Linked DNA regions of Mus musculus: region 1 is linked to region 2. A link is a contact called in public promoter capture Hi-C data. All regions are on one chromosome and are shown on one strand. The core of a region is the stretch at or near the end of the contact, and the rest is flanking DNA. Distances in the headings are between cores, read along the strand shown. Region 1 holds the start of Ppp6r1 (protein phosphatase 6, regulatory subunit 1). Region 2 holds the start of Ptprh (protein tyrosine phosphatase, receptor type, H).

What was found. Promoter capture Hi-C pulls out the DNA fragments that hold promoters and counts their contacts.
Region 1: a promoter capture Hi-C map of macrophages shows a contact between it and region 2, with 6 read pairs. The contact joins the promoter of Ppp6r1 here to the promoter of Ptprh in region 2. A contact is called at or near these places in 8 of 39 promoter capture datasets (embryonic stem cells, epiblast stem cells, liver and 2 more), 3 of 115 datasets of contacts at active chromatin or transcription factors (the SCID.adh cell line and embryonic stem cells) and 3 of 9 other capture datasets (adipose tissue, liver and pancreatic islet).

The regions. Positions count from the first base shown.
Region 1 is chr7:4,657,248-4,661,726 of GRCm38.p6, reverse strand. Ppp6r1 (protein phosphatase 6, regulatory subunit 1) reads left to right here and starts at 2,777. Exons shown (of 24, transcript NM_172894.2): 1 at 2,777-3,246. Hspbp1 (HSPA (heat shock 70kDa) binding protein, cytoplasmic cochaperone 1) reads left to right here. Exons shown (of 8, transcript NM_001360629.1): 8 at 882-1,211. The coding sequence ends at 956.
Region 2 is chr7:4,601,478-4,605,695 of GRCm38.p6, reverse strand. Ptprh (protein tyrosine phosphatase, receptor type, H) reads left to right here and starts at 1,655. Exons shown (of 20, transcript NM_207270.2): 1 at 1,655-1,909; 2 at 2,483-2,648; 3 at 3,340-3,373; 4 at 3,738-3,848. The coding sequence starts at 2,598.

The DNA.
Region 1 (4,479 bases), core at 1,528-4,027, 55 kb before region 2:
GGCAGGGGACACGGGTCAGTTGGCAAAGTGCTTGCAGTGCAAGCAGAAGGAGCTGAGTTCACAGCGCAGGAAGCAGGGACAGAGGATCCCTTGGGGCTCATGTGTAGCCAGTCCAGTAGAGTCAGTGAATTCCATGTTGAGTGAGAAAGAAAGTGTGACTGGGAAAATGAGATGGAGGCTCGCACACAGCGTCAGTCCTAGCACTGGGGAAGAAGCAGGTGGAGCTCTGTGAGTTGGAGGCCAGCTTGATCTACAGAGTGAGTTCCAGGACAGCCAGGCTGCATCGTGAGGAAAGGGAAAGAGATGGAAAACAGTTGAGGAAGATAATCGTTAAACTCTGGTGTCCACACCCATGTGCACACGGATGCACTCATACCCAAACACATATGCGTGCACGTGCACACACACACACACACACACACACACACAAGGTGGATGGCTTCTGGGGCCCTCTTGTCTTCACACACACACGCACACACACACGCACACACACCCTTCTCCATACCCATAAAAATGGAACTTAAAAAAAAAAATCTAATTACTGGGGGTGGGGGCTCATGTGTGCCATGGTGCCCAGGTGGAGGTCACAGGAAAATGTGTAGGAGTCAGTTCTTCCCTTCAATCAGTGGGTTGTGGGGATTGAACTTAGGGGGCTGATGTGAAGACTGACCAGTCTGGGAGGCCGCAAGACTCTATGTGTGGAGTTCAGAAACCCATGAGCAGGGCAAGTGATCATGATTGGCGCAGTGGTCCTTGGGAAAGGCTGGGCGTCCGGAGTGGGAAGGTGGCAGGTAGTTTAGAAATACAGGAGAGTGTTCTGCCTGCTGAATGTATGGCAGGCAGGTCTGCCCGCGCTCAGGACTCCTCTCACCCTGATCCAGGAGGAGCTGGAGTTCTGTGAAAAGCTGTTACAGACCTGTTTCTCTAGCCCTACCGACGACAGCATGGATCGCTGAGACCAGGTGGCTCCTTGCTTTCTCTCCGTGGGAACCCCAGGCCTCCTGCCTCCCTCCTTCCCAGGCACTCTCTCTTAAGGGATTGCCAGGCCTTGTTTGGGCCTGGGCCTGGGCCTGCCAGCCCATCTCTGGGTAGCCCCCTGGAGGGGTTGCTGAGAAAGGTGCTGGCCCCTTGATCCCCTCCCTTGCTTTCTGTCATCCTTTCTTCTCATGTCCACACTGCTCTTCAAATAAAAACATTTCTCCTGCTCCCTTATGCTGTCTTGCATTGTTTTTTGGAAGGTTCTTATGGAAGGAAGGAGGGGCTGAGCTTAGAGGATTTGGGGAGATGGTCACTAAAGGTATAATAAGTGTTGCTCTTACCTCAGAGCTGCTGTCTTTTCTTGCTGTGTTGTGCTGGGACCATCTGTTCTTTAACACACACACACACACACACACACACGTACTTTTAAAAACATATTTGAGTGTATAAAGAGGGGCATGGCCTGTGAATGGAGGTTAGAGGACAGTGTGGGGCATTGATTCTCCCTTTCTCCCATGTGGGTATTGGGATCGAATTTTAAGTTGAGCCAGGTTATGGGCTTGCACAGCAGCCACCTTTGCCCATGAAGCCAGCTCGACATCCTTGAAGTTTTGTGTGAAAGTTAATCTTCATTGCCAAGTTGGCAGGATTTAGAATCACCATGGAAACACATCTCCAGTGTGTGTATGAGTTTCCAGAAAGGTCTAACTGGGGAGAGAAGACCCATCCTGGAATTGGGGGTGGGGTGGGGGGGGGGGGCAGGCTGAACTTAAAGGAGACAGGGAGCAGAGCTAGTGTTCACTTTTAATATGAAGGTGCTCTCTTACACAGAACTCAGTTGATACAAGATCGAACAAAAATTAAAAGCAGCACAGCCCAGGAGAGACAAGACGAAAAAAATTACTGACAGGTGTTAATCTGTGCAAGTCCATTAAAGCCATTTGAGAAGGGGTGGAGAAAAATATCTACATCCCTTGAAAGTCAAAATAATGACTGACGTGAAATGTCCCCGAAATATAAAGTCCTAATCTGCTGTTTTAAAAAAGGAAAACTAATGTTTCTTACATGCATTTATCTAGTCCTTACAGCTGACCTCTAAAACGGGCACGAAGGAGCAGGGGATGAAAGTTGGGGTAAACCGAGGCTCAGCGCTAGAAAAGGCCCTTTAGTGACTGAATCCCGGCGTTAAGGGGTTCCTCCCGGTTGTTACAAGAGGAGGCTTTGTGCAGCAACTGGCAACAGTAGACGCGGCTTGGGCAAATGCCTGAGTAGGAGGTCAGCCAGAAAACCTCGGCAGACGCTTAGGCATCCGGGACGAACCCGACTGAACAAAAGCAACCAGCTTCGCGTGAGGACGAAAAGTTGGAATGGATTTCTTAGGAGTTGACTCGAGTCAAAGAAATATGGTTGAAGGAGTCGGAATAACAATCGGATTTCCGAAGGTAGCTTTCAGGGCGAAAGATCCTAGAACCGAATATTCAGCGGATTTTGGAATGTAGTCACAGAAAACGGGGTTCTGGCTGCAGCAGCGCCTGCGCACTGGGCCCTCTAGGTTTATTCAGGGAGAGAACATTGGCAACCGTGGGCACGGACAGCCGCGGAGTTCCGGAGTGGGCGGGTTCTGGGCGCCAGCGCTCACCGCGCACGCGCCTCGCCAGGCCGACCTAGCGGCCTCTCGCGCACCTGCGCACGGAGAGCGACCACGAGAGGGCGGAGCCTGTCTTCTTGCGTCCTCCCGCGCTCGGGGCATTGTGGGACAGTGGCGGAGGTAGCCCTGCGTCGGAGGCCTTAAGGTGGACGGCTGGGGCCGGGGAGACCCAGCCGCTTCGGGTGACAGTAAAGCCGAGGGGACGGGCGTCGGCTCTCGGTGCAATTCTGCACCCGTCGGGCTGCGGAGGCTTCTTTTTCCTGTCCCGCGGGTGCCGGCGTGTCAGTGTGTAACCCGCGGCGACTTCCCCCGTCGCCCTGCTTCGGAGGCGCCTGCGCGGGCCTCGCGTCGGCCACGGAGCTCTGCGGTGGAACGAGTGCGCCTACTTTTTCGCGACGACCCGAACTCGTCGAAGCTCGGTGGTGAGGCAGGGGATTCCCTGTGACTGGAGGGCGCTTGCGCGGGTTCGCGAGCTCCGGCCCGGGCGCCTGCGCGAGCCCACCGGCGCCGCCCCCGCCCCTCTTAGCCGGCCCCTCGACAGGGCCGGAGCCGCCGGCGGCGGGGCGGCAGGGGCGCCCCGATGAGCCCCGAGTGCGAGGAGCCGCCGCCCCCCCGCGCAGGTGAGCCCCGCAGCTGCCTTCCCGGGCGTGCGCCTTCTAATCCGGAGTCTTTTCCTCAAATCTCCCTGAGCGCCCCTGAGTCTCTTAGTATCCTCCCTTTCACTCCCTAAGTCTTTTAGCCACTTGCCAGTATCATCAAGTCTATTTCCTGTCGCCGGGCCTGTGTCTACTTCGCTGTCATTCCCAGCCCGTCTTCCTCGTCTATTGGGGACCCTCTCTAAGTCTCTTAGACTCTTCTCCCCGCAGCCCCCAGCCCCCATCTCTTCCCACTGGGATCTACATCACCTCCACCTATCATTCTGACTCAGCTCTCTTGGGATTTGGGCCCACTCCCCTGTCCCCCCTGTCGTAGTCTTCCTCCTCTAGGGTGCCTTTCTCTTTCCTTCCTCTTGCCTGCTCTTTTGTGCTCACCTCTGTGTCTACCTACTCTTTTCACTCTCACCAGCCTTCGTGGACTCTTGACCTTTTTGTTTCTCACCCTCTGCTCAGGAAGGCAAGGTTAAACAGGTCTTTTCCTTCGCCTTGGCTGTGGCTGTCCTGTCCCTGTTTGTCCCTAGTTTCCTGTGGTGAGGAGGCACTTTGGAACCACTGTTTGGTGCGCTACTGGGTATTCTGTGAGATGAGGCCCATTGAGGGCAGAACTTGGTTGCTGGGTCCAGGAGGGAGTGGTCAGTGGAAGTCCCTGGTACTTTTATCTACTCAGGGAGCCAAAGGCAGAGCTGGACAGTCACAATTACTGTGTGTTGTGATGGTGGTAACCCAGGGTGCTGTGGCAGCAGGCCGCAGAGTGGGAGAGACTGGTGAGACCGGCCGGATGGGTGACTTTTCTGTCGAGGAAGGCTGAGTGGGAGTTAACAGATGGAGAGTGGGAAGAAGAGCTTTCCAGGTGGAAGAAACACCGCGTGCAAATATGTGAAGGTGGGAACACTGAGGGAGCCAGGATGGAGTGGGTTGAAGTGTTAAGAGGGCAAGGGTGGAATGGCTTGGCTGGAGCTGCTGTCCAGGGCCTTAAGTGACCTGGTTGGTAGTCCTTTTCCCCCCTCCCTTCGGTGGTGGTACTAGGGCTCAACTCCCAGTTTTCCTGCCACGGAGCAAGCATTCTACCACCGACTGAGCTACACATAGCCTGAGCCTCTCCTATTGCTTTTAAACTATGAGGCAGTATCTTGCAAATTTTTTTAGGCTTGCTTTGAACTCTGAAGAGCTGGTGGGCTATTGACGCACAATCGTCTA
Region 2 (4,218 bases), core at 406-2,905:
TATCACGTACCTAGGTAGTGAAAAAGCATTCTTTGAGGTAAGGTTCAGGCTCTCAAGAGGTGAGATTACAGCTGTAGGGCTTGGATGTACTGCAATAATTAATATTCCTTTTTTATTTTTTGAGACAGGTCCTCACCATATAGCCCAGGCTGGACTGGAACTGGCTATGTACACCAGGCTGGCCTCACCTCTTAATGGTGGAACAATCAGGAATGCCTTGTTGGGTTAGCTATGCAGATAACTGTATCCTCATATCCCAGGAGCTGTAGAAGAGAGGAGAGTTGGGATGGGGTAGGGTGGAAGTGCAGGTTAGGAAGTGACATCTGTCCTGGAGGCCAAAGTGCAACACTTGATTATGACCCCCTGAGCTTGATTCCTTCCTCCTCTGACTCAGGAACAATGTCCTGAGATGTTTTCAGCATGGGGCAATAAGTGGTAATTCCCTCCCCACCCTTCCCCCTTGTAACTCTCCTTGATTAAAGGGAGATTGTGAGAATGACGAAAAAGGGCAAACATTTATTGTGAACCAATATGTCATAATGGATGACACCATCCAAGATGGGCACCCGTGACTCTCACTTCCTACTTCTTACACTTTCAAGCTGTGCCTTCCAGTGCTGGAGAGGGAAAGGTATTAGTGGTAGGTGTGTGCCTTCTGGGACAGGGTTAGGAAAGACAGTGTCTACTCCTGTCACAGTGGCACCTGGAGGGAGTCAATTAGGCATTCATGATCTTTCAAGGCCATCCTGAGCTATCTGAGATGAAGTCTCAAGAAATACAACAGCCTGGTGTGGTTTGGCCTTCATTCTTAACACTCTAGGGGAAAAAAAATACTGAAGTAGAGGCAAGTGTAGATCTTTGTAAGTTCAAGGCCAGCCTAGTCTACGTAGTGAGTTTCAGGGCTAGACAGAGGTACAAAGTGAGACCCTGTCTCAAAAACTAAATGAAAATTATATCAGGGAATAAAATTCTGTTAGGTAGAATGCACAAGGCCCTGGGAAACAGTCAAATGGGAAGATTCCCCATCCAGACTCAAGTATATGAGGAGAGGTAACCAGCCATATGGCAGACATAGAATAGTATAAAAGGGTTAATTTAAGTTACAAACTAGTTAAGGAACAAGCCTAGCTAATAACGTAGGCATTCATTCATAAATAAATAATAAGCCTTCAAGTCATTATTCAGGAACTGGGGTGTGGGTGGAAAAGCCCTTGGTTACAGTTGCTTAGAATCCCAGATCCCTGGAGGCAGAGGCAGGAAGAGAGGAAGTTCAGTGAAGAGCATGGAGAGTTTGAGCCAGCCTAGGGTATAAGTCAGGGCCATACATCACCCAGGCTGGACTCTGACTCTTAGTCTTCCTCACTATTGGGATTACAGGTGTGATTACACACCTTGCTTTGATATGGAATTTATCAACCTTCTGCCTCAGCTCCTTAAATGCAGTGATAACAAGCATGAAACACCACACCCTGGTAAGGTTTTTCAGACAACCATTTCTCTCATTCTTCGAAGCTTGTTTACCGGTAGCTGTGACCATTTTTCATAGAGGAGAAATCTGAGTCACCATGGATTGAAGTCACCCTTTTTAAGGTCACAGAAACGCCCCGTGACAAGGGAGATATGCAAATGTAAATAGTCTACCAGGATAGACTACAACTCAGGGCTGCCTGGTGTGGACCCTGCCTGAGCTGAATCTCAGGGAAAGAACAGGAGAGAGGCCTTGCTAGAGGGCAGTGGGAGACTGCATCTGTGCTACAGAGAAAATATACAAAGGCCACGGGTTGAGGAACATGCAGGCGTCACCTGATGGAGCTGCAAAGGTCTACGGGAGACAGGAAAAGGAAACAGAATACAGAGCCCCCGTCAACTCAAGTGCTCCAGTAGGATATGAGGAGATACCGTTTTCAGGGTACCTGTGTGTGTGTGCGTATGCCTGTGCGTGTGTGTGTGTGTGTGTGCGTGTGTGTGTGTGTGTGTACATGTGTATGCATTTATGCATGCAAAATAAGTGTGCACGTACACTTGTGTCAAAGTGTATATGTGCTTATATGTGTGTTTAAGACAGGAGCTGATTCTAGCTTGTAATTTATAGTAATCCTGCCTCAGCTTCCCCTTAAGTATTACAGGTGTGAGTCACCACACCTGGCTATGGGTTGGCTATGATGTGTCCGCATTCCCTAAGACTGGACAGCCAGATGGACATTTGGCTCTATTTACATTTGGAAATCTGCATGGCACATTCACACACAATGGGAGCTGACCTCTGCCTACCTAGGGGATCTGAAGGTACCTAAGTGGAGATGAAGCTTCTGTGGTACAAAATGGAGTGTGCTGAGACTGAGGATTCCAGACTGGACAGAAGAAGATGTCCAGAATGTCTGTGTGGGGGGCCGAGAAGGAAAGGAAGGAGGCTAAGAGACAGGGCAGGGCCCAACTGGGTTCTCAGGCTTACAGCTCTTACTTCCTCCTCCGCCCATTGCAGCCTCAGCCTCTGGCCTCACCAATGGGCTGGCAAAAGGAAAATCTTAAGTCGAAAGTCCATCCAGTAGAGGTTGCAGAGCCGGGACTCCTGCATCCCCTGCGCAGTATCGGGACATATGGCCAGAGCTGGTGGGAACTGTGGGGTTTGGAGGAGCTTGGTGCTATTGGTAAGTTCTCTGCTCAGGGCTGAGCTGGGGTCCAAGGGAAGGAGGGAAGGAGAGAAAAGGCTAGAATCTACATTCCCAGAGATATGGGAGGAAGGTCTCTCAGCCAGAGACTTGAAGAAGCCAGGGAAGGCCATTACCTGGAGAAAAAAAGAACACTCTGCATTTCGAGGAATATAGACAAGCTTTCGTATACTGGTGTCTGGTATGAGAGTAAACATGGGACCAGGCTGCTCATATGCAAAGCCCAGCCCTCCTCCCGCAGACCCAGAGGCCCAAGCCCTAACTCTCTTCCCACAAACCCAAGGTGTCCAGCTCTGGCCCACCTCCTTCAGCCCATTTTCTTTGCCTCTTGTCTTCCCTCTTGGCCCATTGCTTCCTTCCCCCAATGCCTCTGGTTGTATTTTTCAGAAAGTGAAACTGCTCCTCTTATCTCTTGCCCTTATCAGGGAACCAACTTTGGCTCTGATTCCCTGGAATTCCACTTATGCCATGCATGACCGTCCTCCCAACTGAACAGAGCACCAGCGTTGGGGTGATCTTTATCATACCCCATCCCCATCCTCCTCTCCTTGGTCAAAGTTTAAGGAAAGGACAGAGATCAATCAAGAGAGTCTCAGTCAGTCCTGCTAGCTCCACCTCCCGAGTCTCACCTTACCTGAGCTAATTCTTGCCTACCTGGTTTTTTCTCTAGGGTTTGTATGGTTGTTCTGTGGTCAGGGCAGCTGGTGAGTAGCCCTACCTTTAACCTTGTCCTTGACAAAAGATGAGATCCTAGTTCCCCTGAATCTTATGGTTCACAGTGGGCCAGGGATAAGGGCAGTTTCTCAGGTTGGAGCTGGGTGGTGGTGGTGGTGGTGGAGCACAAGGTGGTGGGAGGGAGAATAATGAATGATCTATGCTTTTCTAATCTGGAAGCCCCGCTGTAATTCTCAGCTCCAAGCCCATTGAGAAACCCGAGGGCAGAGACTCAGACCAACACCTCCATCACCCTGAGGTGGGAGGTCCCTGATGGCACTGACCCTCAGAACTTGACCAACTGGGTCCAATGGCCTGGAGATGGTAGCAGCAATAATATTCAAAACACAACAGGTACCAGTGTCACAGTGGACAGGCATGCTCCTGCTTCTTCATACGAGTTTTCCATGTGGGTAGAGAAAGATGGCGTCAGCAGCTCCCCACAGATTCCTGTAACCACCGCAGGTGAGAGCCTGACTCTTTTGGATTCTTTCTTTCTTTAGAAGAGATAAGTTTAAGAGCTGACAGTCTCTTAAGGTGGCAGATTTCACGATCCAAGCAAAATGGAATGACATCCATACATGTGAATTTATCATCCACATTAAATTTAGGAAAAGAAATACAAGTGAAGGGGGCCCCCATAGTTCATGTAGCCAAGGGGGTCTCCTTCCTTAATTATGAGCATAAAGAGAGCACAAAATTGGCATTCCTAATCTCATAAAAATATTCCCATCTCCATGGGTTGCAACTGGCTACATACCAAGAACCCACACATAACACAAAACATGTCTCCCTATTGGACTGTCAGGTCTCAACCATCCAGCAACCCACTACT